Regions from separate parts of the Mus musculus genome. Here all the other regions are linked to region 4. The links are chromatin contacts, called in public HiCAR-type, HiChIP or PLAC-seq and promoter capture Hi-C maps. All regions are on one chromosome and are shown on one strand. Each heading gives the region's core, a stretch centred on a gene start, on an enhancer-like site or on the middle of the called end of the contact. The rest is flanking DNA. Distances are from core to core; before and after follow the strand shown.

Region 1 (4,946 bases), core at 1,420-3,919, 260 kb before region 4:
TGCAAGGACCCAACCCCTGGTCCTCTAGAAGAGCAACCGGTGCTCTTAACCACTCTAGTTCCCTATAGCCAGGATTTAAATTGCTGTTCCCACTAGATGTAGTGGTTCATGCCTTTAGATACCTTTAGTCCCAGCACTTGGGAGGCAGAGGCAAGAGGTTTTCTGTGAGTTTGAGGCCAGCCTGATCTACAGAGTGAGTTCTAGAATAGCCAGGACTACACCATGTCTTAAGAGAGACAGACAGACAGACTGTTCCTCCTAAATCCCACCAATCAGGAGGTCTTTGTGAGTATGATTGTAAACCAGCCTGGATGACATAGTGAGACCCTATCTTTAAAAAAAGGAAAAATAAACTTGACTGTGGTAAGTACATGCCTACAATCTCAGCACTTTAGAATGGAGATAGAAACAAGGGAAACAGAGGAATTCAGGGTCAGCCCTGAACTTACTACATAGTAAATTTGAAGCTAGGGCTGGGCAGTGGTGGCACATGCCTTTAATCACAGCACTTGGGAGGCAGAGGCAGGTGGATTTCTGAGTTTGAGGCCAGCCTGGTCTACAGAGTGAGTTCCAGGACAGCCAGGGCTACAGACAAACCCTGTCTCGAAAAAAAAAACCAAAAACAACAACAACAAAAAAAAAATTTGAAGCTAGCCTGAGCTACAGGACATACACACACACACACACATCCACACATCCACATCCACACCCAAATACATACACACACACACACACACACACACACACACACACACACACACACACACACACACACACACAAATTAATAAATAAACAAGGAAAGAAATACTAGGCCAAGGCAAAGAATCACTGTAAATTTGAGGCCAGCCTGGTCTACACAGTGTGTACCACATCAGCTGAGCTATAGAGTGAACTCTTGTCTTTAAAAAAAATTAAGAGAATGAGAAAGAGAGAGAGAGAGAGAGAAAGCTGGCCGCTGTTTGGTACTATCATTGATAGAACAGCCCTCACGCATGGGTAGATGTGTGCAGTGATTTGATTAAGCTGTCTCCCTGTGGTCCACACAGCCATTTTCACCCATGTGCTTATCTTAACAAGAAAGTCCCCATTCAAGGGGGTTCAGCACTATACTTCAGAATTATAGAGCAAACCAGCTAGAAAGGTCATCTGGTCTACCCTCCATGCTAAGGAAGCAGGAGAAGAGATGAGATATGTCCAGCAACAAGCAAAATACAGTGACAGAGCTGACACTACTGTTTCTATAAGTACCCAGAAGTAGGACTTGCCTCTCAGAGAGGCCTTAGGAGGACAGTAATGGAGATGACCTTGAAGGAAGGTGACAATAATCTCAATGAGAAAAGGAAGAAGGGCCTGTCCTGGTGTTTGCATCCACAGGGAATAAACACAGACTCAACCTGGGGTGTTAGTAAGAAATTGCTAGGATGTTGGGATACCAAAGGGTTAAAAACAGGAGCCATGGGTACAAGGCAGGTGGCAAGAGACACAGTAAAAGAAAAAAGGAGACCCCCAAAGACTTGGGGGTCAGGGGAACCACCCATCAGAGACAGACAGCTCAGAATTTTCTCTAGAAAAGGGTGAGTCCTCTGTGCAGCTACTCCAAAAGAAGAAGACCGGGTTGGTCCCAAGCCAGTGGTCTTGTACACCTGCCTGTTCATCTGGCTTGACTTGCTTTCCTGAGAGCTACCAGAAGCCAATATTGAGTTTGTCTCCCTCCCTGATAGGGTTTGTCTCCTTCCCCAATGACACAGAGAAAACTGGAAATGCCAGCGTGCTGGGATTATACACACCTACAGATCTTTGCAGACACTGGAGCCCCTTCCCTGGTTTTAGCCTATAATTAGGCTATAGAAAGACATACTCACCTCCATGAAGGGCACTGCCCGGCAAGAAACATCCCCGAGTAGCCTTTGCTTGGTAATCTCATTGAAGATGACAATTGGGAGGCAGAAGAAGAGGACCAGGAAATCCCAGAGAGCCAGGCTGGCAAGGATAGAGTTCCAGGCACTCTTCAAGTAGTAGCTGTGCCACACAATGCACATGACAGACAGATTGCCAACGATACCCACAGCAAACACCACCAGAGCCAGGAGCATGATGGCGTAGGCGCTGTAGGAGCTCTCGGTCACCGGATACAGGGGGTTCTGAATCTGCAGCCTCTGACTTGGCGTCCCGGTCAGGTTGACCCTCAGCTCTTGTCCATTACCTGGGGTGGCCCCATCCTTGTCTGGGTTGGGGCTAGTGGCCTCCAAAGTCTTGGTGGGCTGCAGGCCAGCAGGATGGATGGGCTTGGGATATTCAGCCCACTCCTCGGGTACATAGTGCTGTACCTCCTTGGGCCCCTCGTCCTTGGTGCCTCTTCGGGGTCGACTCTGCTGCTCCTGGACCTTGGCTCTATGCCCACCTAAAGATGAGGTGGCAGCCCCAGAGACCCCACTCAGCCCCACAGTCAACACTACAACAAGAGACACAGCCAGGGGCCACAGCCACCGCATGGCCAGGAAAGCAGGGCACAGCTGCCTCGGAGAGGTGAGGGTGAGGGGACCTAAGGGCTGCGTGGAATTAAGAGAGGCAGCTGGCAGCTGGGTCCGCCTCCAGTCAGGCGTCTGGCATGGATGGCCCTTCCTCCCATCCTGTTGGCCATGGTCTAGCCAGGGCCCTCTGCTGGACACTGAGCTGTCTGTCCTGGCCGCACACATTGCATTCCCGACCACATCCGTTTTCAGGCTCTGAGACCACAGCGGGGCAGATTGAGGATCCCTCGAGGGACCTGCTCCAATCACTGCAACCGGGGAAATGAGGTTTTCAGGTGATGGAGAGGCAGACTATAATTGGAGCATAGATCTCCCAGTTCTACCCAGTTCTAAGGCAGATCCTACATTCAAAACAGAAAGATAGGCTCGGTATGGTGACTATGGCCTGTAATCCCAGCCCTTGGGAAGTTGAGACGGGGGACAGAGTTCAAGGCCAGCTTGGGCTACATAGCAAGATCCTGGTTTTGCGCCTTTTTTTTTTTTTTAATTTGCCAAGGTCAAAACTTGAATTATAATAATTGCCAAAACTATTGGATTCATGGGTAGGTGTACCATTCTTCTGGAGTTTGTTTGTTTATTTGTTTGTTTGTCTGTTTTAAAGTCAGGGTCTCTATGTAGCCCTGGCTGTCCTGAAACTCACTCTATAAACCAGGCTGTCCTCGAACTCAGAGATCCATCTGCCTCTGCCTCCTGACCACTAGGATTAAAGATGCAAGCCACCAACATCTATCAGCTGGGTTCTTGACGGTTCTTTTTTTTTTTTTTTAAGATTTATTTTTATTTATTTATTTATTTATTTATTTATTTATTTATTTATTTATTATATGAAATGAAAGTACATTGTAGCTGTCTTCAGACACTCCAGAAGAGGGAGTCAGATCTCGTTACGGATGGTTGTGAGCCACCATGTGGTTGCTGGGATTTGAACTCTGGACCTTCGGAAGAGCAGTCGGGTGCTCTTACCCACTGAGCCATCTCACCAGCCCTCTTGACGGTTCTTAATATGTTTCGTGGGGCAGTGCTGTTGTGATCTCAAGTTCAAATTTTAAGATTTGTGGTAGTCTTAATAACTATGTAGTTGACACAAGTTCAAACATGGAGTTGACTCCATAGCCTTTGAACTCAATGCTGGTCTCAGCAGGCAAGAGCCCATTCCTTGCCTTCTAGCCACACAGACTCCCAAAGGAAAGCAGCTACAAGGAAAAATTCCAAACACGACACTCTAGGATGGCGGCATATCTTAGTGGGAGTCCTCGCCTAGCATGTTTGAGGCCCTGGGTTTTGTCTCCAGCACTGGAACTACATGAAAACAAAACCAATAATAATAATAATAATAATAATATGAAATTAAAATTATGAAAGTGTGGTCAAGAGAAAGGAAATAGAGATGTAAATCAATGATTACACCTTGGCCTGGCAGATGCAGTGAAAGGCGGGGTCAAGGTACAGGGCAGAGTCCGAGGATCCTGGGGCTGTCTGGAAGGCTGGAAGTTCTCTGAAGCAAAACGACTTTGGAGTGAAGCCTTAAAGGCTCCTAAGAGATGGACAGAAAGATGCTCCAGGCAGAAGATACAGCACACAAATGGCAGGGTCCTGAAAGTGGGTGGTGTTCCTGCCAGACAGCAATAATTCACAGGAGGATGGGATGCTAGGGAAATGGAGAGCAGGGCAATGGGGTTGGGGCAAGAATCACCAGATAAAGGAGCAAGAAGGCTTTTGTATGCTAGACCAAGGAGTTCAGACACTGTGGTGCGCACCTTTAATCCCAGCACTTAGGAAGCAGAGGCAGGCAGATCTCTGAGTTCAACTCTGGTCTACAGAGAGAATTCCAGGATAGCCACTGCCACACAGAGAAACCCTGACTCTAAAACAAAACAAAAAGATGTTATCCCAGAGGCAAGGGAGAATATTACACACTGTCACAAAGAAGAGCATTGACTTGACCAGGTAACTTTCAAGGGGGCCAGGATGGGCAGCAGATTCCCAACAGCACAAGCAGGTATTGTTTCCAGGAGAGCCTGCAACACTGAGGGGTTCACTGCAGGGAGTGTGGGAGGTATCAAGGCTGAGGGAACGGACTCTGCCCGTCCATTTCTGCAGGACAGACCTTCTGGATACCAGTGGAAATCTATGCCGGAGCACTGGGATGTTGATTTCTGCAGCTAAGGAGAACGGCCAAAGCAAACAGGACACAGGGCTGACTGGGAGCTATTTACACAGTCCACTGGCAAGCATTAACTGACCACTGCTACCAAGACTTTCAATCTGAAAGCAGCTTTCCCAGAAGACTTCCTGACCAGGAAACTTGCCACCCTACCCAGTAGGTCCCGACATGCTGTGTAAAACTAGGGGTTCCAGGAGAAAAAGAGTAGGAGGAGGAGGAGACAAAGAGAAAGATAGGAGAGTCTGTCCTC
Region 2 (4,991 bases), core at 2,370-4,869, 390 kb after region 4:
AAGGCTCTCCTTCATCCCGAAGCGTGCATGGAACTCACTCTATAGACCAGGCTGACCTCAAACTCAACAGAGAGCCACCCGCCTCTGCCTCCTGAGAGCTGGGGTTAAAGGAACACATGTGCTACCACCACCAGGCCTGCTAATGTCTTTTAAGACAAGGTCTCCCCATAGGCTGAGCTGATGCAATGGTTGTAGGCATACTGGCTTCCAATGTTCTTATGTCACAAATTAAGACAGTGGCAACACCACCTCAATATTCAGATTTTAAGAATATTTAAGAAATATTGCTAATTGTAAAAACAAAAAGCCAGGGAACCATTGGCCTGGGGTCTTTAGGATGTGGGCATTATTGCTTTTGTTGTTTTTTTTCTCCTCCCCCCCCCCCCGCCCTTTTCTCCAACAGTGCCAAAGGTCAGCAGCTGATCAGTGGAGATAGAAAGTGGGGCAGAACTGAAATGTCAGGGTGTCCAGGATAGCTGGTTGGGACTGGGGATCCCCCAGATTTTCATTCTAGCTTCTGTGGAAAAGATCTTGTGTTTGGGGGGATTCCAGAGCCTGCCTGCCTGTCTGTTGTGGGTTGCCTTAGAACCTCAAAAGAGGGAAGAAGAGGGGTGACCTTTGGCTGAGAAATGACAAAAGGCCTTTCCCCTTGGCCAGGAACTTCCCAGTCACACAGGCTTTGCTTCGGTGGGTTTTCCTTGAAGGAAGTATGACTATCACATTTAAACATAGATGTAAATAAAGAATTATAAAGTAAGCACCCATGTATGGAGAGTTTATATCTTTATGGTGCTGTAGTTTAAACCCTTGGGTATGCATGCAAGCTCTCAGTCACTGAACTACACCCTCAGCTCCCAACCATTCATTTTCAGAACTAGGATATCGTGAAATACTTTGAAACCCACCATCATGCTGCATTCTTCTCCATAAAGGTGCATAAACATGGTCTTCAATATTGTGTTCATGAGAGTCTCCCTTCTCCAAGATTTGGCTTTCTGCAATCTCAGTTATCTGTAGTCAACTCTGACCCAAAGATGCTAAATGGGAAAAAAAAATCCCAGAACAAGTAACTCATCCATTTAAAGGCACATGCTCTTTTTGAGTAATGTAACTGACTCCTGTGCCATCCTACTGAGGACCCAAATCATCTTTTGTCCTGTGTATCCATGTCTGCTTCTGTGTAATAACCATTTGGCCATCTCTGTCCCCAGTCTGGTATCACAGTTCTTGTCTTTAAGTTGTTCCCATTTTCTCAATGGCCCCAAAGCACAAATGTCCTGTAGCCGGCAATTGTATCACAGTATGTGATTATGTCTCCTCTTCCTGTATTTTGGGCTAGCCTGGCACTCACTATGTAGGCTGGCCTCTAGTCCTTGGCAACCCTTCTGCCTCAGCCTCCCAAGTCCAGGGAGCATAGGCATAGACCTCTTCACTTGCTCTATTCATGAGGCTTTGCTTGCTTTCTGTGTAAGTGATTGAATGCAGGGATTTGTGAGTGTTGAACATACATGCTATCATTGATTGCCACAGTCAGCCCTGTATTCTTAGCTATGGGTACTGGGTCTACGCTATAAATTAAGCTTTATCTTAAGCATGCATAGGAAAACCATCCCATGCAGGGCTGGTATTATCTGCGATTTCAGCCATTTCCTAGAAGCCTTATCCTGTGAGGATAAGGAGGAGGCTGCTGTAGAATTCTCTGGTTCTCTGTGTACATTTCTACATGGTTTTGAATTCCTTATCTGAATGTTGTTGCTGAGGCTTACACCTTCCTCCCAGCTTTATATAAATACATGCGTTTTTGCCTTTTCTCTTCCAACACTGGCTCAAAGATCTGCAGTGTGTCCATTTTCACTGCCAAGAAGTGGTGAAAGGGTGAGGGTGCCATCTTCCCTCCCTCCCTTCCTCCCCAGACTTCTCCTTCCTAACAGTGCTTCTTCCAAGGTTCGTGGGCCCCGCTTCTGATGTCCACATCCACGAGGTTTGTTATTCAGGAGTGCAATTGCTGGAGAACAAGAACAAGAACGTCATTAGCGCTGACAGCCGTACCCTTCACATGCTACCTGCCACTCTGAGAAGTATGGAGGCCCCATCCCTCATTGGTTTGTTTGTTTGTGTCTTTGTTTTCCTGATACCAGAGACCTGGATACCAGGGGTCCTGGATTCCTAGAACCCCCTGGATATCAGCTTTCCATGACTCAGACTCCCAATGTCACCTTCAACAGGATGGATGACCTTCCCAAAATTGTGTGATCCTTCAAACTGCTACTGATCCAAACTGCTACTGAGCACACCTGTGCCCAGCAAAGTGTTGAGGCGACTCTGAGGCGAGATTCCCTTTCAATGCTTGGAAGCCAGGACATGGACACAGATTCCAACTCCATGTTATTGAAACTTCCCTCCCTCCTCTTTCCCACTCATCCCCTGTCCATGGGCTACGGGGCGCACAGTGCCAAGTCTCTCCGAGCTCCCACACCAACATCCAATGAACTATTGGACAGCTTTTTCTAAAACCTTTAATTCAAATGGGTGTTGAATGCAGTTGACAGCTTGACCATATGGAGACAGGTCCCCAAATGGAGTATCATAAGGTCCAAATGGCAAGAAACCCTCTGTTGGTCTCTGGTCAACTTCCTCCCTAAGACCTCTGGAATCCTTGTCCCTTGACCTGAATCCCTGACTCTGGAATCCTTGTCCTGAATCCCAGTTCCTCTCACATCGGGCAGAGGTATGTGAATCACTTCTGGGCCCACAGTTCAGCTTCCCAAAGCTCTTGCTAACCCCACTTCCTGTTCAGTGTCACCTTTGATTACACACTCCTCCCCCATCCCCTTCTTCGTTTCCTTTGTAGATTACAAAAATGGCCCCTCCAGCTCGAAGTGGTGGCTCCTGCCTTTAATTCCAGCATCCTCAGCTTTCAGGAGGCAGAGGCAGGTAGATCTCGAGAGGCAATCAGGCCAGACTCTGACATCCCATCCTGTGTGCTGGGCAGCACCCCAGCCTTCTCTGAACAGTGCCAGTAGCAGCTATTGATTCCATTTCTGATCTTTCAAGGAAAATAAAATTCCCCATCTAGGTATCTGACCTTACACATTCAGTAAGGAGGTAGGTTCCCGAGTGGAAAGCAGCTGGTGCTGCGCTCGCCCACGGGTTCCCACGGGTTCCCACGGGTGGTGTCCGAGTTGCCTCAGGTTATTGCAGTATTAATCTCAGTTACTTATGGACCCTCTTCCTACGACACAGTTATACACCTGTGGGGTATCAAGGAACAGGACCGTGCTTTTGGCGCATATGGTTTTTCATAGCGGTGTCCACTCTATTTTGGCGGGCTTGAGTCTCAGCTCCTTTGAGGAGGGGCTGGTTTTCTTACGCAGTGTCTGCTTATCTAAGCCGAGTCTTTCAGGTAGTTTCTGACCCCCGGGGTGTTTTCTAGGAGCCCCTTACTTCTTCACCGTTGCAGGCACTCTACACCCAAGACTACGGTACCTGATCTAACCTTTCTCCCTGCCTTCCAGCTCTTGGGTTTCTGCCGGCTAAGTCGATTTCCAGGCAGCGAGCTCAGCCTGACCCCGATCTTTGGGTTCCGTCCTCCCCCCAACCCCCTCCCCGACTCCCTGGCACTCTGGACCGCGACTCCCAGGGAAGACGCGGGCCGGCGCCGAGCTGGTCCAACTGGTTCTGAGCAGGAAGTCTCCCGCCCTCGCCCGGGGCAGCAGAGCAGCCCCGCGCTAGCCCCGGCGTGGGTGCAGCCCGCAGCTCGGTGCGACCGTCCCGCAGAGCGGCCGCGCGGGAGACCCGCCCCAGCGGTGATCAGCGCGGCTTTGTCTGGGACGCCCACACCTCAGAGGCCGCTCCTCCGGCCGGCGAATGGGAGCGCGGCGGCGCGGGGCCGAGCCGGGCTGAGATAAGCGGCCATGTGACCCTACCTGGCGCGGGGAGGGGCCGCAGGTGAGCGGCGGAGCAGGGAGCTCGGCACGCGGCGGCCGTGGGGCTCGGCAGCATGTCGGTCAGCAGAAAGGACTGGTCCGCGCTGTCCAGGTGAGTGCAGCCACAGGGGCCGGGTGGCCCGAGGCTGGGGGGTGGGAGCTGTGCCCCTTCGGATCTCCTCTCCCAGACACAGGCCTGCTCTCCGGACGAAGTGAGACACTGGTCTTGTTGCTTTTCGGTGGGGATAGAATTGAGACCAAACTCTGGTCCCCCTAGGTGACAGAGCGGGTGGTCTCCTTGCTCCTTCTCAGCTTCCTGTCCCCTTAGGTCTTAACCAGTACGTTTAGGGTAAGGCTTTTCCGCAGCCTGGACAGCCCAGGGTGCTACTGTCTGTGAGGGCAAGGGACCGTTTTAGGGGGCTGGGAAAATTCAAGAGTTACCCCAAGACTTATTCTTGAGCGGACCCTCAGCCTCTGCGCCTCTGTTAAGAGTTTTAGAATGGATCTGGGAAGTGTCCTTTAGCCCCACCTTATGGAGTCAACAGAACCCGGGTGTGTGAATAGAATCAGAGAAAGTAGCACCCCCACCCCATCCCAAAGAGAGGCTCAAATTCTGAGCACAACATTTGGAGTGGTATCTATGCCACTTGAGGTAAGATGTTATCCTTGTCTGCGCTACAATCTGTGTTTGTGAATCTCAATGGGTCAGAGAATATCTTTGCCATTTCTGCCTGCTGGACAGCCTATCAGGGTCAGAGAAGCCTAGGAGGGGTCAGTATCTAGGAGGCCGCCCCTCTCTTTGTGGCTCCTCTTGGAGCTGCCCCTCCCTCTCCAGAAGTGTTGGAATGAGCATCCGTTCTTCCAATTCCTCACACTGAGTCCCTAACTGGGAAGGCATCCTTTGTCCTAAAGGTAACAGAGGCTCCGGCCAGAGCCCTGTCCTTTCTATTCCTCAGGTTCCAGTCAGGGTAAAATTGGCCTCTTGGCTTCTCTCAAGTGGGCTTTCAGTCTTCAGGTCTTTTGTGGGGTCGGAGCTACGACTGCAGGTGCAGCCCAGTATGGGTA
Region 3 (4,669 bases), core at 1,201-3,700, 470 kb before region 4:
AGTTGCTGGCTTCAATGTGCTTCTGGATCTGTGAGAGACCCTCTCCTCAGGGAATAGGTTATAGAGAAATAGAGGAAGATCCCCACCATGACGGACTCAGAAGAGCTACCAAGGTGCATCTGCTTACCTACACACTCAGGTAGACACAACCCACACATACCACACACTACACTCATCCACTGAATAAATAACTGGGCCAATCCAGATTTTTATCAAGTAATAATTTTCCATATTCATACTTTAATTGCAACATTAGAACACTCTACTTTTAAAGATAATGACAAGCTTGCCATGGTGGCACATGTTTATAATCCTAACACTTAGAAGACAGAGGCAAGAGGATTGGGAGTTCAAGTCTGGCCTTGAGGTCAGCTTGAGCTATATGGGACCTTGCCTCAAATGAACAAAATAAAATAAATAGTGATGATACCTAGGCAGGAGGATTGTTGTGAGTTTGAGGACAGCCTGGGGTTTAGAATGAGGCCTTTGCCAAAAAGAAAAAAAAATCCTAAATTAGGGTACACACATTTGAGCCAAGAACTTGGTAGGCAAAGGCAGACAGATCTCTATGAGGCCGGCCTGGTCTAAATAGCTCCTGGCCAACTAGGGCTGCATCGCGAGACCCTGTCTCAAAAAGAAACCCTAAATTAATTAATTAAAAGTTTAAAAATAACATTTAGAGCACTCTTGTTGGCCTCTATTCCCACCAGTTAACATACCTCCCTCTGGTGGACAAATGGAAACTGTGTCGATAGAATGGGACCCTTTCTCTCTCTGTCTTTTCCCTCCTTTCCTTTGATCCAACTCATTACGGTCTGTGCTATTTCTAAGAGACATTTTTAACTCTGTGTTTTTCAAAGAACCATCCAAGGAAGTTTCTATTTCAAGACAGGACTAATACGGTCACTGTCGGAGTAGGGACAAGAAAAGATGCTGAGGAGATTAGATATCATTAGATAGTATGAATGGCAGTAGTAAAATAAGCAGTAATCCCAAATGGTAAGCGAAAACACTTCACTGCAACAAAGAAATCCTAACCATGAATACAGAACCGCAACAGCAGACTGAAAAGCACGTCAGACTGTTGCATGACTATCGTTCAGAAGTCTGTAAGTTTGCAGAATTCACTATCTACCCTCTGGCTCAGTCCTACAACTAAATTGGGGAAGCCCAGAGCAGAGTCAGTCAGAGTCCTAATGAGTCTGAGGGTCTCCAGAAGACAAAACACACCATAAAAACCTCCATGAGGAACCAGCTGTAGCTTAACATCAGTTTGGACTAAATGCAGACATCACCGCGGTAGCCAAAATTATATTAGCTTCGAAGTTCAGAAAGACCGACTGCTAGGTCTATGCTATGGAGCTGTACAAAAAGCTAGGAGCAGTGAAAGAGAAAGGTGATTCCTTGATTGATTTCTGGTCCCACCCCCAGGGTTCCCAGAGTTGAAACCAATTCCAGTTCTGCTGAGTCTCAGGTCTTAAGCTTTCCTTTCTCTCCCAAGGACTACCCACTTTTGGCACTCGCAGCTGTGCCCTCAAAGCTGACTTGGCTATAATCATGCACTTGGTTGCTTAGAAAATACCTTTCTAGAGGTGGAAGAGCGCTTGAAAGTCATTTATTCCGTGGTTGGTGTGTGACTCAAAGGGATCAAAGGCTGGCACAGTATGTAGGAAGAGCGGGCTTGTTTTCAGGGAGAGGGAGGGGGAAATCCTTAACTTCCTCACAGTGCAGAGGATCTCTTGCGTTAACCCCTAACAGGTTGAAGCTTCCATATGAACATTTCCAGTGGTGGAGAAATTTACTCCATCCACTTTACTCTTCAGAGTCCTGATGGAATGCTTTGTTCACCAGAATTATAAATTAAAAAAAAAAATCTTTTTTCATCTGGAGGAAATCTATGTACCCAAGGCTGGTCTCAAATTCTCACCTTTTTATTTCAACATGCCTGCGCGACCGTGCTCGGCTAACTTGTATCTTTAGACTACTGATCTTAAATGAAGTTGTAAAGTTTCCCCTGTCATTGCTTAAAGCCTGGGTGACCTGGTAGCCATTGGGAAGCTGCGTAGGAGTGCCAGGAGTCTCAGGCTAGCCTGAGCTACATAGCAAATTCCAAGCTAAGCAAGGGTTGCATCGCGAGACCCCGTTCCACAGAACCACAACAAAGATATAAAGGCAGCTACTCAGCAGTCACTTCTCCAGATTAAGCGTGTCCAGTTGCCTTTTTTTTTTCCTCTCCTGTAGATGACTTCCCAGCCTTCCCAGCTCACAGTCGATTTACAAACAAGACCACAGCGGGAACTGAGAATTCCGGATACGCGTGCGCGCGCCAATTTGAGCGGTGCGTGAGCGGACGCAAGCTCTGAGCGGTGGCCAATAGGCGGGCGCGCGCCTCCCCCAGGTTTGCTGCGGACCAATCACAGTCCTCTCCTGGAAGGGGGTGGAGTCATTCCAACGGTCTCCGCGGTTCCGCGTGAGCACAGCAGAGGCGCGCCGCGGTAAGTGGGGCTGCTGACGGGTGCTGCGAGTGCCACCTGAGGGAACGAGCCCGAGGTCACGGAGAGTCTGGGGAAGGAGTCCCGTTTCTACCCGAGCGGCCCTGGGAGGAACACGGCGGGGAGAGCGAACCGCCCTGGGCGCGCCAAGGCTACCTCCAGCATCTGCCACCTACCCAGGTTCTGTGCATTGATTATTTATTTACCTCAGGCCTGGGACACAAAGAATTTTACGAAGAGTCAGTGCAGTTGTAAAAAGCTTACGTTTGCGGGGAGTGGTTACTGGAAAAGAGGCTAACAACGCCGGTTTAAAAAAAATTAAAAGGAAAATATCTTTTGAAGCCGTAGTGTAAGGAACTCTGTTATGGTTGTTTGGTTGAGGGTTTCGTTTTGTTTGTGAGACAGGTGTCGCTGTAGCCCAGGCTGACCTGGAACTGACTTCTACCTAGGCGCCTCCAGTGTCTATGCCCCCAAGCCCCGGCTCTGTGAAAACCCTTTATATTCATAAAATACATGATAACACATGGCTTTTATACCAAAGGACTTTTTAATTTTTTATTTACTTTTCTTGTATATGAGTGTTTGTCTGCATGTATGTATACACACCACGGGTATGCCTGGTGCCCTCGGAGGCACAGGACGGTGTTAGTTATGAGATGTCAGATGGATGTTGGGAATTGAATCTGGGTCCTCTGGAAGAGCTGCCAGTGCTCTTAACAGCTAAGCCATCTCTCACCCGAGAAGACTTTGTATATACCAATTGTTATCATAGTCTCATGGCTTCTTTGAGAGAAACTGCCTTTTTCCCCCTCGTTCTAATTTGATTAGCATGCCTTTCCACTATGTTCTTATTTTATATAAAGATACAGTTTACAGTTGTAGGTAGTTTTATTGTAATTGATTGCCCAAAGACAACTTTGAGGAGAGCGTTCTCTCCTACTGTGGATTGCTGGGATTGAATCAAGTTGTCAGGCCTGTGCAGCAAGGGCTTTAACCCGCTGAACTGTTTTTCTAGTCCCCTGTATTTACAAGAGTTTTGTTTCGTTTTACTGAAAATAGTCCTTCAGATTTCTGTATAAAATAGCAATGCTTTGGCTGAACAAGTCATGGGGAGAAAGTCAGTAAGCAGCAGCCCTCTGTGGCCTCTGCATCAGCTCCTGCCTCCAGGTTCCTGTCCTGTTTAAGTTCCTGGCCTGCCTTCTTCCTTCAGCAGTATACTGTGATGTAGAAGTGTAAGCCAAATACTGCCCCCCCACCCAACACACACAATGCTTCCCTCACCCCACCCCCAATAACAAGGCTTCATTAGGCTTAAAACGATAGAGGCTGAGCACATGGCTTAAATCCCAGCAGAGGCGAGCAAATCTTTAAGTTTGAGGTCAGCCTGGTCTACAAATTGAGTTCCAGGACAACTAGGGCTACAAAAAGAAACCCTATCTTAGAGAGACAGAGAGAGTTAAGAATCAAAACACTGTAAATTAAGTTATTAAGTTATTTTGAGATTTTTCTCTGGTATGGAAGGGGAGTCAAAGGACCCGTTAATTTTATTTTTATGTTGTATTATGAATGTTTTGCATACATGCATGTATGTGCACCACATACATGGTTATGAGACACCATATGAGTGTTGGGGATCAAACCCAGGTCCTCTGCAAAAACAGCAAATGCTCTTAATCAGTGGCCCTGCTCCAGCACCCTCTTATTTTTATTTTATTTTTATTTTTCTGACAGGATCTTATATGTACCCCTGGCTGGTCTAGAATTTGCCTTGTAGACCAGGCTGGTATAGAATTTTCAGTAGTCCTCCCCTTTATTTGGGGGGGGGGTAATGGGGTGTAGCTGAGGAGATATTTTGTTTTGCATTTAATAATTAGATTTTTGTATATATAATCAATACATTTTTTTATTTCATTATTATTATGTGTATGTGTCACAGTACAGCAAATGTGGGAAGGTCAAAGGACAAGTTAACAAGAGTTATTTGTCTTCTCTCTCCCCTAACCAAGTGCTGGGATTATACTCATGCACCTTCTCACACCACTTTTTTATTTTAATTTATTTATTTATTATAGCTCTCTCTGGCCTCACTCTCTCCAAAGATTGATTGATTATATTGATTATATGTAAGTACACTGTAGCTGTCTTCAGAGGCACCACAAGAGAGCATCAGATCTCAT
Region 4 (4,715 bases), core at 835-3,334:
AAGGGGACAAGACTATTTTAAAGCCACTGAAGACTATTTTAAAGCCAATATTACTATATTCAACTCCAGACTTGATCCACCTCTGTAACCACATTCTGTACTTGAGTCATATACCTCACTACCAGCCGCCATTCCTGTTACTGTATCAGAGCTTGCCCCTGCCTCTCAGCAGGCCACTCACACATTATCAGTAGGTTATGGGGACAGGAGGGAGAACTGAGGTGGCCTTTATCAATTTACTCATCAGTGATCAGATCGAAATTCTGTACTTTTGATTTCAAGATCCCAAAAGGTAACAAGAGTAGGTGACAAGAACTTCAAAACGATCTCAAGGACGGTATAGGTGGCTGTGCCCTAGATGAGGCCATAGCATCTGGCTATGAGTTGAAGAAGAAATCAGAGTAAGACTAGAACTATTGTACAGTCTAAACATAAGCCGGCCTTTCACAGTTAAGGTGACAGCCATACATTTGGGATTAGCTCAAACACTGGGTATCATTCATGGGAGGTTTAATTAAGGATCGGTTTGCATCAGCCCAGCAACTAAATGCAAGTAACAAGTTAAACTTAGTAAGGTTTCTGCCCATCAGCGTTCTTTCTTTATACCGAGGGAGGCAGAGGCATGAACTGTAAAGTCAAGGAATTTGACCTAGAAACCTCAGGACAAGTTAGTTATGTGCTTCGTTCCAATAGCTTTCTTCCATTCACGGTTCCCTCTCTTAAGAGTCTGGTAATGTTATAAAACTACACCTGGCCTTTCAAAATAGTCTCTAACCTATTAAATCCCAATAGTCCCAACAGAAGGAAACTTGCCTTCAATAGTTGGTCATATTAGAGGATATAAAAACTAAATTCAAGGGAGGTTCCCCCACCACATCCACTTCTTTTCAATAAAAAGTCCTGCAGGAGTATTAACTCAAGGCTTTGAGGGTGGTTGGTCAAATATGGAAACAATCTCCCATATTTCTGAGGAAGCCTAAGTTTAAGGAGCAGTGGAAATATTCCCTTGAGCTTGGGGATTCCGAGGATCTGGAATTCCGAATCAGGTACGTTTCTTACATAAAGACCAAGGAGACTTGACCCTTTTTTCTGTTCTTTGTGAAAACAGGCCCGCTGAAAGCCCACTAAACAGGAAATTAAAAGAAAACGTCAAGCTAATAGTTTCTTCTCTAACACGTTAAAGAACATAACGGGAGGATGAGAACAAAGAATCTAAAACAAAGGAAGATCGGTTCCTGTACATAGAAATGCACAGTAATTTAATAATTGCCATTAAGTCTTTAAAAAACAAAAAACAAACGGGAAGCATGGTCGGAAAGTGAAGCGTCGTATGCATCGGATTGAGTTGATTTCTAGGAAAACGTGATGTGTCTGAACAACCAGCCAGATTTAAAACTCTGATGCTGAAACTTGTTCGATGGTGGCCGCCTCCTTAAGGGCCTTACTTCTGGCTCTTCTCTAGCTCCCTTCCCTGATCCCACTACAACAGAGCTGGTGAAGAAAACGGCAAAAAGACCTTGTCTTGGGCTCAGAGATCATCTAGATTGCGCGACACCGCCAGCACCACGTCGAACTTCATTTCTGTCCTCGGCAGAACCCCGCCACTATCTATCTATCTTTTCAAGTCTTCCCCCACCCCATCCCCGCTAAGGCTCCACCTCCCCCGACCCTTTCCTTTCAGACGCGCCACCCTTCTTCTAGGACTTTCCCAGCCACCAGCGGCACCCCCACCCCCACGTTTCCTAATCCACTCCTGACGCCCACCTCTCCGCTGGCTCAAGATCCCCAAATCCCTACGGTCAGCGGACTGTGCGGCCGGCCCTGGTCCGAACCATCCTCGTGACGGTCCCGCCTCACTCACCCTCTGTCACCTCCAGCACCTTAATCTGCTCCTCTGCAGCCGCCCGCACCTCCTGCACCGGGGACAGGATTCCGGTGAGGGTATCCACCAACGCCTCCTTCAATCCCTGTGCCACTGGACCCGGCAGCCCAGAAGCCGCACCAGCTGCCGCCGCTGCCGCCATCTTTCCTCCCCTCAGCCCGCCAGCCCCGCGGCCGGGACCCGCCACCGAATGACGGCTCCCGCGTACGGCCAATCCGCGAAGCCGCGCCTGCGCACCTAAGTACGCGGGAGCGGGCGGGGGGCGGGGATAGAGCGCAGCCTCGGGAGACAGCGCCTTCTGCTGCCGGAACCGAACCGCGATTCGCGGGCCAGGAAAGCTTTGGGCGTCTATGCACACACAGAATTCTCATAACGGTTTGTAGTCCTGAAGTCGCACGCGCTGTTAGAAAACGCGCTTGGAATAAAGGCGCGTAACCTTTGATGGCAAGGCCCTGATGGCAAGGGAGCAAGAAAGCTAATCCCGAGGGCGTGAGCACAGAAGGCCCTGCACCTTGTCTGCTGTGGATTGTAGTGGGATTGTAGATGCCCTCCCTCGCCTCGCCCATCACCGCTCTCTACCTGCATGATTCTAGGCCCAGATTTAAGATGAGTTAGGACAGAGGTCGGGCCTTAAGGAAGGGGGTCAGAATAGCATCTTTTTAAAACTAACACCCCTCCCCTCAACTAAAAACAGCAGTTATTCAGTTGGCTCCGTTTACAGTTTAGCTTTAGAGATCCTAAGATGCTGGGGAGCGGACAGGGAAAAGGAGACACGCAGAAAAACTGAAGTGAAATTGGCAGTGGGGAGTGGTTGCTTTAGAAAAATCCAGTCTTCTAGCTTTTTAGCTTAGATGAACCCAATGTCAAAAAGGGCTGTCCAGGGGAGACTACCTACAGGCGAAGGAGCATTTTTCTAGAATGATTTTTTTAAAAAAAATATTATCTACCTATTTGTCGTTATCTTGTTTTGAGACAAGGTCATATGTGGCCCAGACTAGCCTCAAACTTGCTCTGTAGCCCACACTGGCCTTGAACTCCCTTATCTTGATCTTTCTGTTTTCACCTCCCCCATTGCAGAGATTGCAGGTATGTGCCACCACACATGGCTCTAGAGTGATTCTATGAGTGTGACTACTATGAGTGAATCCTGCAAATATATAGCATTACTTAATTTTTTAAAAAGTGTTGGGGGAGGCCGGATGAAAGACACCCAAGCACCTGCCGTGGCTACCACTACGATGGATGAATGTGTGATGGGGAGATGGGAAAGATGGGGAGTGTGGTGGAGATGGAGGAGGAAACCAAGCTGAAGGGTTCATATACTGTGGAGAAAGGTGGAACTAGGGACTTGAAGGCAGTGAAGAATAGGGGGATATGAGGAGGCCATGCTGAGGTCCTGGCTCCAGCTGCCCCCAAGGGCCATGTCTGGGTTCCTGGTCCTGCTGCAGCTGGAGTTGCAGTCTGTGTCAATGTCTGGCACCTGAATTAGCATCAAAGGCAAAGTGGATGTCAGTGGTCTGGGCTGCTACCAGAGACCATGTGGATATCTGAGAGGCATGCTGCCAGAGGGAGGGGAGACATGCTAATCTGAATGGCTGCACTTGATACCGTGGGACATCTGGATCCATACTGCTTCGGGGGTCCACCTGTCTGGGTTAGAGGTCCTATGGCAACCAGGTCTGTGTTGATATCCCAGGCTGTTTTACCACCAAAGGCCATGCAGATGTCCCTGGTCAGGACTGCTGCCTGAGGCACTATTCTGAGCTGGCCCTGCCCCTCGCCTGGGCAACATAGTAGAGCTGACCCTGAGGGCAAGGGACTGGGTAAGCTAGCCCTGAGGACATGAACACAGAAGGCCCTGCACCTTGTCTGCTGTGGATTGTGGCCGGCAAGGGAGAGATGCCCTTACCCCACCCGACCCCTCTCTACCTGCAGTAGGTGGGAGAGCTGGCCCTGCCCCTCACCTTAGGAGAGTGGGCCCTGCACCTTGCCTGGGCAGCACAGTAGAGCTGGCCCCAGTGTCGAATGCACCGGTGAGACATCCATGCGGATCTGAGAGAAGAGTTGAGGCCGCCTCTTACTGACTGTGCTGCTGAGCTACTGGAGAGCTTACCCTGGGGGTGCAGGGGCGGGCTGACCAACTCAGCTACCCAGGCCCAGATCCAGGGCTTTGAGTTTGCCTATTCCAACATCTACCCCATCTATGATCTGCTAGAGTATGTAAAGGGGCTGGTCCTGCAGATCCAGAGCTGCAGGATCTCCACGACACAGACCAACAACAGGAGATCTGAGAGGAGTCCCCATGAGGATCCAGGAGTGGTAGTGTAGCAGAACCCAGAGCCCTCGCAACAGACCAAGGACTCTCTGCAAAGAACATTTGCAAGTAAAGATATGTGGACAAAAGGGTGTACTGGGTGACACACTATGACATACTACAGTTCCCACAACTAGATATTTGGGGTTTTCTTTTTTTTGTTTGTTTGTTTTTTGTTTTATTCTATTTTATTGGGGGGGAGGGGTTTGCAAGAGTGGAGGGCAGATATGAAGGGATGGGAAGATGAGTGGAATTGGGGTACATGATGTGAAATTCACAAAGAAATCAATAAAACGTTTTTTTAAAGTGTGTGTGTGTGTGTGTGTGTGTGTGTGTGTGTGTGTGTGTACACGTGTACGCGTGCGCGCCATGCCTTGGGACACCTGTAGAGGTTAGAGGATAACTTAGTGTGGAGTTTATCTTCCGCCCCGTTTATGTCACTCAGGTTGTCAGGTGTGACAAGTACTTCACTGCCCCCTGAGCCATGAGCCATCAAGTTAGCCCAACATCCTTCCCACC
Region 5 (4,578 bases), core at 947-3,446, 410 kb after region 4:
GTTTGGCAAAGGCATATCATATATGGACATATGATATATAAAGGCATATCATATAAAGTCCATATCATATATGGACAGAAGGAAATGGGTCTTTGAAGATCCAGGTGCTGTACCTCCCCACTTTCCAGGCCTTCTGGTTAAAATGGGGAGCCTCTTGCTTCTTTAAACCTGTCCTGAGTCATGTGGCCACACAACAGGCAGGAGCAGAAAATGCCCACAAATGCCATGTCTGATTTTCAGGAGCCATTAGAAAGATCGCTCACCCTGGTCCATCTAGCATTCATACCACTGAGCTAAATCTCCAAACCATGGCTTTTCAATCCTCCTGCCTCAGTTTCAGTGCTGGGCTATTAGGCATGACATGAGCCACCATGTCCAGCTTCAGAAATGTATTTTGGATCAAGAGCTCAGCTGCCTGTATCCTCCTCTGTAGCAGGGACCCTGCCTGCTGGGGGTTCTTTTACCTTGGAGGATTTTCCTGCAAATGGCAGGAGGTTCTGGGTGGTAGGGTTTAACAAACAGACTTGAGCCAGATTTGTAACCTCCATCCTGACTACTACACACAGTTGGATCTTTCTGGGAGCTAAAGAACATCTCATTGAAGCCCATACAGCTTTTGCAAGTTACCTTGCTTGCCCTGAATGGCCTGAGGCAGCCCCTCTGGCTCAGAAGGGAAAGGTCCAGATGAGTGGCTGAAACCGATAGGACAGATAATCCTAAGAGTCTTGTTTCTAGGGGAAAGGGTCTTCCCACCGCTGTTAAGCAATTCCTTAACCAGAGATTTGCATCACGAACAACGGGGAAGTGGTCAGGCTCCTCAGATTATGAGCCCAGGCCTTCCAACAGCCCATGCCAGCTCCCTTAGTATGGCCCCCAGTGGGACTTTCCTACCCGTGATTCTGGGATTTGGTAGATGTTCTGTGGGACAGTCCAAAAACTCATTCAGAGCAGGAATGTGGGGTACTTGGAGGGGGAGTCAAATCTTTTCCTATTCTCCCTGCTACTGGGGTCTACCATTTCAGTGAGCGAGAAGCCAGGGCCTGTAGCTGGGGCGCTTCTCTCTCAATGCTTTCAGTTGCTAGGCATGCTAAGCTGCTCCATCCTCAGTAGTGGTTGGCAGGCAATGGTCCTTGAGGCTCAGGCATGTCACGAGGAGTGAGGCTGCCATATTGCTTGAATGTTGACTTGTGAATCAGAGTTCAGGCCTAACTCTGAGCTGGTTGTGGTCTGCGCTGCTGCCAGGCTTTGCACCGCACACTAACCTGTTCTGCTTGCTCCCTTTGCTGTCGCCACCGCCACCTCCTGCACCCGGAAGAGGAAGACTGGAGTGAAGAAGAGGAGGACGGTAGTACAGCGTTCCCTATCCTGTGCCTGTCCCTGCTTTCTTGCTCCTCCTGGGCTCTGGGCTTAGGCTAGGGAGACCAACAACTTCAGAGGGCCAGGACCCTAGGACCCCTCCCCCATTCCCTCTTTTCCTTCTGGGAGGGAAGTGGGAAGGATCTGGGCTATCCTGTCTTCCCACCTGCTCCACATATGGTCACAGAAGGATTCCTGTGATAGGAACAAACCCCAGCTGCTCCACTGCTCATGTCAGTGTTCATGTGGGGACCTTCCCTGTTTTGCCTAAGGCAAGGTTGGGCTCTGGGGACAGAAAAGGCCAGAAATAGCCAGAGCAGAAAGGACATGATGTCAGCTTTCAGATGTGTTCTGCTGAGAGGTGGGGTGAAGGTGGACTTGCTTCTTGGGGGTAACAGGAGGCGAGGGGAGACAGAATGGGGCTTAATTTTAGGACTGGCTTTCCTACAGTGATGTCCAGGGAGGCCTAAGTGTGACCTGTTCCTTGGGCTTCTAAATGACCACTGGGCCCATGGCACGTGGCACAGGAAAATGAAACTTAGGGTGAATGGGAGAAGAGGTGGCCTCAGGGTGGACCCCATAGCTGGCCACCTTCCTCTACTCTTATGCTACCTGACAAACCTCCTGGAGGGTTGAAAGAAGAGGCACCCCAGGACTTCAGTGGGGACCCAGTCCTAAGAAAGGAGGGCAGAGACGATGAGGCAGTGGGGGTGGAGGCCCTCTCTCCTCTGATGGTTCTTTCTGTCCTGAGGTGTTTCTTCTCCCTCTGCCAAGGGGCCACCACTTGTCAGTCTATCAATCACTGAATGTTACAAGCACTTCCGCCAAGCTGAGTCATGGTCTGGATGGCATCCTGTCTCCCTAATCTGTCTGTCCCTTCAGAATGTTGGGAGAGGCGGGGTCCATCCACATCCTGTCAAGCAAACGATGAAAATAGAAACTGCTGGCAACCTTCTGGGTAGCACATCTCTCTAACTATTGGACCTTTCATCCGCCCGCACAACCTCTGTTGGGTTTGGAAGAAGGACTTGAAGAGACACTGGATTCACAACAGACTTTCCCTAGCACCTCAGTTTAGTCAGGACCTGTCCTGTGGTGCCAGCACCTCTGGGGTGAACAGTTGGGGAAGACGATGGATTTCTGTCCCCAGGAAGGTCATGGGGGAAGCTAGTGCTAAACTGGACAGAAAGAGGCTAGACAGAACTTCACCCCAACTAGTCCCCAGCAGTGAGTCTTGATGTCCTGTCACTGGTGTTTCCCACCGCCACACCATTATATTTTATCTATGTATATAATGTGTTTCTACACTAGGGAAGACCCAGCTCAGATTTCCAAACTCTCAGGGAGCCAAATTTAGGGGTACTTACCAGTCAGATGGGACCCTTCTGTTGGATTTCACTTTACCTGCAAAGGAGCAGACAGGGAACTCTGGGGCACTGACTTACTTGGGGGGCGGTTGAGGCATGGATGAGAGTGTAGATGAGTGGGTGAGGTTATAGGAATCTTTGCTTGCAGAAGTAGTCCTGGGCTGGGCGTGGCTTTGTGCTCCAGTTTGAACCAGGAGCCAAACAGCATTCCTCTGTCATTTGGGTCTGTGGCTCCTATATCATGTGAGCCTGGATGTTACTGGCTCTGTTCTACCCTCCCGATGTGATCTCTGTTCTGGGGGTGCTTTCTGCACGTTAAGAGAGAGGGTCAGTTGGTCATGGTGTCTTTTTTACCTCTCCAGAGCAAGAGGAGGCAGTGGAGGAGGAGGAGGCTGGTGGGGCTGAACCTGAGCCTGAGGGTGAGGCTGAGACAGAGGAGGCCAACGTAGAAGGTACAGCCCAGGGTGAGGGGATGAGGGGCTAGGGGTGGTGTCTTAAGTCGTCCAACAGGTGCTTGCTAGCTTGTGTCCCTGTCTGGGCTCGGGGGATGCAGCAGTCTGCTTTCTGGGTGATGATTGTCAATACAGAGCTTCGTTTGTGGTTGACCCTACAAACCAGCAGAATATCCTGCCTGACCATGGGGAATGCTCTTGGGGGAATCTGAGTTGGAACAGGACCTCTGTTGATTGATCATGTTTTGTTTAGAGGTTGGTCCTGATGAAGAAGCCAAAGATGCTGAAGGTAAGTGATGCTGGCACAAGAGAACTCCTCATAGTAGCCTTGGGTGAGACTGTGTCCAGGGATTCCTGTGTAACCAGAGGGTGTACAGGAAAGGGTTGGAAGCCAGAATTTGGTGGTACTTGCTGGGCTTGGGAGGGTGGGACTCAAAACCTTTGTCTTCATCTCAGAGAAGTAGCCTTAGTGTCCAACAGGAGAGAGACCCAGTGTCTAGCCCCTGCTCTCAGAAGTAACAGTCACACCTGACACTCCTGGTACCCAGGCAATGCCAGTGAGGACTGATGTTTGGAGGAACGACTTCCAAGACATGCATGGTCCATACTGTGGCATCATGGTCCCTGTTAGGCTGCAGCCTCTGTCAGTTGTTTCCAGTCACACCTAAGGCAGGGGATAGCCAACCAGGCCTTGGAATTATGCCCACTAACTCCCTTGGCTCTGTGGCCAACAGGAAGTCCAAGGTACAAAACATTGGGCAGGCCTGAGAGGGGTTCTAGGCTCAGGGCCCCTGCAACCTTCCCACAGGACTGTGCATTACTACAAAATCTGAGAAGCAATCTTCCTAGCCTAGAACAGGCGAGTGTCCTGGGCCTATAAACACAGCCAGCCATTCTCTGCGACCTCACCTCCAGGTCACCTTCATGCTTGTTGGTGATTATGGAAGTCCAGATCTACTAGACCTGGGAGAGACTCCCTGTGCAGATGGGGAGACAGAGGCCCATAGGTGCCCAGCTCAGGGTGGAGGTGGCAATACTCAGGCTTTCTGACCCCATACCTCCATCTCTCTCCTCCAGAAGGTCCAGTAGAGGACACCAAACCCAAGCCCAGGTGAGTGAATGCACCTATCTATAGTAAGGCCCTGAAGGCAGAGGCCTGTGAGGGAGGGTGACCAGGAAGCGACAGGAGTGCATGTGTGCATGCGCAGGCAGGCTCTGTGGTTGGCTCAGACTTCCACCGGGAGTTGAACTGGTTGAACTACACCAAGGGAGGAATGGGAGCTGAACGTCGCCTTGACTTCACTACCAATTATTTATACTAATATGGACAGAGAGGTACATTCATCTACAGAGTGGGGAAGGGCTAGTCATGGCCTTGGACAGACACATTATCTATTCCATAG
Region 6 (4,334 bases), core at 1,661-4,160, 270 kb after region 4:
ATATATGTCAATGCTTAATCACGAGGGAGTGGAACTGTTTGAAAGGATTAGAAGGATTAGGAGGCAAGGCCATGTTGGAGTGGGTGTGGCCTTGCTGGAGGAAGTATGTCACTGGAGATGGGCTTTAAGATTTCAAAACCCACACCAGGCCCAGTCCCTGCTCCATCCCCACCCCGCCTACAGATCGGGATGTAGCTCTTGTCTACTGCTCCAGTGCCTGCCACCATGCTCCCCACCATGATGATAAGACTAAAATTCTGAAACTGTAAGCAAGCCCTCTTAAATGCTTTCTCTCATACGAGTTGCCTTGGTCATGGTGTCTCTCCACAGAATAGAACAGTGACGAAGACAGGGATATGTCACATTCAAATCATAGCAGAGGAGAAAGCAAGGGAAATGTGGAATGTGGGGGCTGGAGTGATAGACAGAGGCAAAGAAAGCTTTTGGCCATGACAGGGCTGGGAAGCAGGTGTGGTCCTGGGGAGAGAATGAAAGGAGCTGAGGACTGTTAGCTGAGATGGAGATAGGCCGTCATGGTGACTGTGGTGGCAGTGAACAAAACAAGATGGGGTTAGACAGGACAGGGAAACAGGCGTTTGAATTTGCCAGATACAGTGTGGCCCAATGGGTGATACAAGCTTTGAAGTCAATTAAGGGGGCAATAAAGCCTCACTGTCACTACTGTCACCACATCCTAAGTATTTAATGTAACCTCAGTTGTTGACTACTGAGCAGAAATGACCCTGACAGCACCCCTGTGGCAGGTTTCCAAGGAGGATGATGTGAGGTGATATTGGTGAAGCCAGTGCCTGGCTTTGACTGAGAATGTCCAAGGCTCCCCAACATCAAGCCGCCATTCACTGTATATGTGAGTGGGAGGTGTATGTGTAGGCATGTGGGTGTATGTTCATGTGATGCACATAGAAGTCAGAGGTCAACCTTGAACGCTGCTCCTCGGGGGGACACCAGCCTTGTCTTCTGAGACATGGGCATTCATTGGGACTTAGGGCTCACCACTAGGTGGCTGGCCAGTAAGTTCCAGGGATGTGTCTGTCACTGCCTCTTTAGCACTGGTATTACAAGATCAGGCCACCTGGGTGTGCCGTGTCACACATGTGGAGGGCAGAGGACAGCTTTACAGAATTGAGTCTTTCTTTCCACAGTGGTGTTTGAGGCATTGAACTTGGGTTGTCAGGTTTGGTGGTTAGTGCCTCTCTCCAGTGAACCATCTCACCAGTCTGCACCTGGAGTTTTATGTGTGTGCTGGGGGATGAGCTCACACCCCCATGCTTCTGCAGCATAGGTTTTATTTACTAGTCAAACCAGCCCCAAAGAGCCAGGCTGCTAAAGCAGTGTTTCTCAACCTGTGGGTCGCGACCCCCATACCAACCCTCTATCTCAAAAAAATATTTACATTAGGGTTCATAACGATCACAGAATTACAGTTATGAAGTAGTAACAAAAATAATTTTATGTTTTGGGGCTCACCACAACATGAGGAACTGTTAAAGGGTCGCAGCCTTAGGAAGGTTGAGAACCACTGTAAAAACCCTCCACACTTCTGGCTTCCTGGAAGAGCCTGGATTCTGAGCTCCACCCTGAAAAGTTCTGGGCTCCATTGGCCAGAAAGGGAAATTGGCTGCAGTCCAGGGGCTGGGGTGCTACCCAGAGAAGAAGATCTCTTCCCCCATTCCTATGCTGTAGACCAATGAAACTGCAAGGGCCGAGGTGGCCGCTGTGGCATTTCCAGGGTAAAAGGGCTCTGTCAAAGCTGATCTGAGTCTCTCCAACCTTCACTCGTGCCTTTTCAGGCACTCCCCCGAAATCCGAGGTGTGCTTTGGTGACTGATGGGCCAAGCTGTGACTGCCGCCTTCTTGTTAGTACAGATGTGCTTTGCAGCAGCTGTGACGGAAAGCCACACCTGTTGTCTAGATCAGCTGCTGTAACTCTACTCCTAGGAAAGCAGGCTAGTGAGAGGCCTCTTCCAAGTCCCCCTTTTCAAAGGCATGTGGAAAAGCCGGCATCTGCCCGTCACAGCAGCAGGGGAGCCTGCTTGGAAGGTCGTGGGGCCCTGGGAATCCCAGTCACTAACTGGAGTCTTCCAATTCAGCTTTACCCCAGCTGTACGCGAGCCAGAGCCCCTTCCTCGCTCCCCCATCACGTCGGAGTGGGGAAAACTGAGAAGCAGGAAGATGGCAGGGAGTCCTGCTGCTTCCAAGGAACCAGATGTTTCTAGGATCTCTGATTTCCCTGGGGACCTTCATATTTAACAAGGTGGCCTGAGCTGGAAGGATTCGGCACAAATTAGCGAACTGCAAAATGGACTGGGGACGTGAAAAAAAAAAAAAAAAAGACACCAGGGCTACGGATGAATCGGGAAGCTGAGCAGAGCTTGCTTTTCCCGGGCATCAGTCACGGAGACGCTGGCCATAGAGATCTGACACTACTACGAGAGAATTTGTTCCACTGAGCAGCGTTGGGTGTGACGGAGTTGGCGTTAGTGAGACCGGAACACCAGTCATTCCCAGAGCCTGGGGAGGCATGAGTCCCTCGCTGACATCCTGGGTACTGGGTAGAATCCAGAACCCCCAGGTCTTTGAGAAAATCTCAGCAAGATAAATCCAGGCTACACACTCTCTGTCACCTAGACCCACAAAGTAAGGCGCACGTGCCAATACACATTAAAAACCTGGCGGTGAAAAGCAGATGGTAAGCTGGCATTGCTGATGTCTGCGGTATACGCTCACATCCACATCAGCGCTTTTAATGACCACACGTCACTTCACGTTCAGGGGAGGAATCTCGGCCGGCATATTAGAATGGTGCCAAGGCCTCAGCAGGACAGCACCCTCTAATCCCCCAGCAGCCCTGGCAGCGCCCGGAAGAGATGGCGCATGTGGCAGGCAGCGCCCCGCCAGATGTAGGACACTGCTGACCCCTGCTGGTGTGGGCGCGTCTGCGGAGGAGAGCCCTAGGGAGAATTCAGACTGGAAAAAACTCGCAATCCGTCTGGGAGGGGTAGGAAGAAATACCCCAGCTCAGAATCTCCCCATCTGGAGATCCTTTGAAGAGACAAAGCAGACTTTAGAATAAAACCCAGACTGGATTTTCTGAGGGGAGTGCGACAAACTAGCGAACGAGTCCTCCCTCCAGCTTCTGTGGCCTGGAAAACCCTGGGGCCAGTTCTCTTGACGCTAAATTAGGAACCGGAACCGGGTGGTGGTGGTGCATGCCTTTAATCCCAGCACGTGGGAGACAGAGGCAGGGGGATTTCTGAGTTCGAGACCAGCCTGGTTTACAGAGTGAGTTCCAGGACAGAGAAGAAGCCCTATCTCAAAAAAAAAAAAAAAAAAAAAAAAAAAGGAAGGAAGGAAGGAAGAAAAGAAGAAAGAAAAATAAAAACTAAATTGGGAAACTTGGCAACACCCACTGCCAAATGCAATCATCAGGGAGACAAAAATAAAAGGGGGTGGAGGCGGGAGAAGGGAGAAAGACAACTTTCTCAAGTAGCTCAATAGTTTTCAGCCAGAATCATTATCTCTTTGCCTCCCCACCTCTTTCCAGAGTAGTTTCCTTATTTCAGCACAGAGACTTTGTATTTCAGCTTGATTTCTGGTGCTGTGACATTTTACCTTCCTTTCTGTGAGAGATGTTGCTATCATGGTATCTGGGTGCCTCCTGCTAAGAAACCTGGCATCTAGAGTATTTGCATCCGGTCTGAACTTTTTTTTCTTTTTCTTTTTTCTTTTTTTTTAAAGATTTATTTATTTATTTATTATATGTAAGTACACTGCAGCTGTCCTCAGACGCACCAGAAGAGGCATCAGATCTCATCACGGGTGGTTGTGAGCCACCATGTGGTTGCTGGGATTTGAACTTCGGACCTTCGGAAGAGCAGTCGGGTGCTCTTACCCACTGAGCCATCTCACCAGCCCTGAACTTTTTTTTCAAACTCATTTTACAAACAGGCAAAACACAGAACCCAACTATCCCAGGATCTCTACTGAAATAATCACAGGGACCCAAGGGGCAATTAGGGCCCTGCCAGTTCCAACAAACGCAGTCCAGAGGCCCCAGGCAGACGCAAAAGCCACCCATTGCTAAGTCTCTTTCTCTACCCAGAACTGGGTTAACAAGAACCTGCGTTCACCCCTACTGAACACTAAACACCATTGAGGGTGTATACGCAGTCCTCTACGCTGCCACCGTGTGGCCTCCTCTGGGTACTGCACTGAATTCACTCCTATCAAGGAACTGTGGCTTCTCACAACAGCCTCTAACCTGCTTGTTCCACTTCTCACCTCCTTATCATTCTCTCTTTTGTGTTATGCTG

The links. Promoter capture Hi-C pulls out the DNA fragments that hold promoters and counts their contacts. HiCAR-type assays count read pairs that join an accessible place to other places. HiChIP or PLAC-seq counts read pairs in DNA pulled down with a chosen protein or histone mark.
Region 1: a promoter capture Hi-C map of hippocampal neurons shows a contact between it and region 4, with 5 times the contacts expected there. The contact joins the promoter of Gpr37l1 here to the promoter of Ipo9 in region 4. A contact is called at or near these places in 11 of 39 promoter capture datasets (the 3T3-L1 cell line, cranial neural crest, embryonic stem cells and 5 more), 14 of 484 Hi-C or Micro-C datasets (B cells, Sertoli cells, bone marrow-derived macrophages and 10 more), 12 of 115 datasets of contacts at active chromatin or transcription factors (the 230-238 cell line, bone marrow-derived macrophages, craniofacial prominence and 8 more) and 3 of 9 other capture datasets (adipose tissue, embryonic stem cells and pancreatic islet).
Region 2: a contact with region 4 is called in a promoter capture Hi-C map of embryonic stem cells, with 4 times the contacts expected there. The contact joins the promoter of Lad1 here to the promoter of Ipo9 in region 4. A contact is called at or near these places in 6 of 39 promoter capture datasets (the HPC-7 cell line, the SN4741 cell line, embryonic stem cells and 3 more), 1 of 484 Hi-C or Micro-C datasets (CD4 T cells), 2 of 115 datasets of contacts at active chromatin or transcription factors (embryonic stem cells and pancreatic cancer cells) and 1 of 9 other capture datasets (pancreatic islet).
Region 3: a promoter capture Hi-C map of liver shows a contact between it and region 4, with 2.5 times the contacts expected there. The contact joins the promoter of Ube2t here to the promoter of Ipo9 in region 4. A contact is called at or near these places in 5 of 39 promoter capture datasets (hippocampal neurons, liver, pre-B cells and 1 more), 3 of 484 Hi-C or Micro-C datasets (CD4 T cells, cortical neurons and transition I germ cells), 2 of 115 datasets of contacts at active chromatin or transcription factors (bone marrow-derived macrophages and memory CD8 T cells) and 1 of 9 other capture datasets (liver).
Region 5: a contact with region 4 is called in a HiCAR-type map of the HL-1 cell line, with 54 times the contacts expected there. The contact joins the enhancer-like site here to the promoter of Ipo9 in region 4. A contact is called at or near these places in 4 of 39 promoter capture datasets (the SN4741 cell line, embryonic stem cells, neural stem cells and 1 more), 2 of 115 datasets of contacts at active chromatin or transcription factors (the HL-1 cell line and pancreatic cancer cells) and 2 of 9 other capture datasets (adipose tissue and pancreatic islet).
Region 6: an H3K4me3 HiChIP or PLAC-seq map of bone marrow-derived macrophages shows a contact between it and region 4, with 6 times the contacts expected there. The contact joins the enhancer-like site here to the promoter of Ipo9 in region 4. A contact is called at or near these places in 8 of 39 promoter capture datasets (the 3T3-L1 cell line, 3T3-L1-derived adipocytes, the HPC-7 cell line and 4 more), 1 of 15 datasets of contacts at CTCF or cohesin (the NIH/3T3 cell line), 4 of 484 Hi-C or Micro-C datasets (the HL-1 cell line, embryonic stem cells and muscle stem cells), 21 of 115 datasets of contacts at active chromatin or transcription factors (the NIH/3T3 cell line, bone marrow-derived macrophages, craniofacial prominence and 13 more) and 3 of 9 other capture datasets (adipose tissue, liver and macrophages).

What each region holds. Positions count from the first base shown.
Region 1 is chr1:135,165,012-135,169,957 of GRCm38.p6, forward strand. Gpr37l1 (G protein-coupled receptor 37-like 1) reads right to left here and starts at 2,670. Exons shown (of 2, transcript NM_134438.3): 1 at 1,864-2,670. The coding sequence starts at 2,493.
Region 2 is chr1:135,814,979-135,819,969 of GRCm38.p6, forward strand. It overlaps Lad1 (ladinin), which reads left to right and starts at 3,620. Exons shown (of 10, transcript NM_133664.3): 1 at 3,620-4,038. The coding sequence starts at 4,001.
Region 3 is chr1:134,960,115-134,964,783 of GRCm38.p6, forward strand. Ube2t (ubiquitin-conjugating enzyme E2T) reads left to right here and starts at 2,451. Exons shown (of 7, transcript NM_026024.3): 1 at 2,451-2,672.
Region 4 is chr1:135,428,407-135,433,121 of GRCm38.p6, forward strand. Ipo9 (importin 9) reads right to left here and starts at 2,085. Exons shown (of 24, transcript NM_153774.1): 1 at 1,862-2,085. The coding sequence starts at 2,024.
Region 5 is chr1:135,842,470-135,847,047 of GRCm38.p6, forward strand. Tnnt2 (troponin T2, cardiac) reads left to right here. Exons shown (of 15, transcript NM_001130181.2): 4 at 3,086-3,175; 5 at 3,429-3,464; 6 at 4,253-4,286. Among named protein-coding and RNA genes, the nearest start is that of Tnnt2, 8.4 kb to the left of the region's middle. Within about 2 kb of position 2,197, at least 33 of the 459 cell types and tissues checked have an H3K27ac peak or open chromatin away from gene starts, as enhancers often do. A contact at or near this core is called in the HL-1 cell line and pancreatic cancer cells, where this site is marked.
Region 6 is chr1:135,696,616-135,700,949 of GRCm38.p6, forward strand. No RefSeq gene overlaps it. Among named protein-coding and RNA genes, the nearest start is that of Gm32835, 11 kb to the left of the region's middle. Within about 2 kb of position 2,911, at least 105 of the 459 cell types and tissues checked have an H3K27ac peak or open chromatin away from gene starts, as enhancers often do. A contact at or near this core is called in the HL-1 cell line, the HPC-7 cell line, the NIH/3T3 cell line and 7 more, where this site is marked.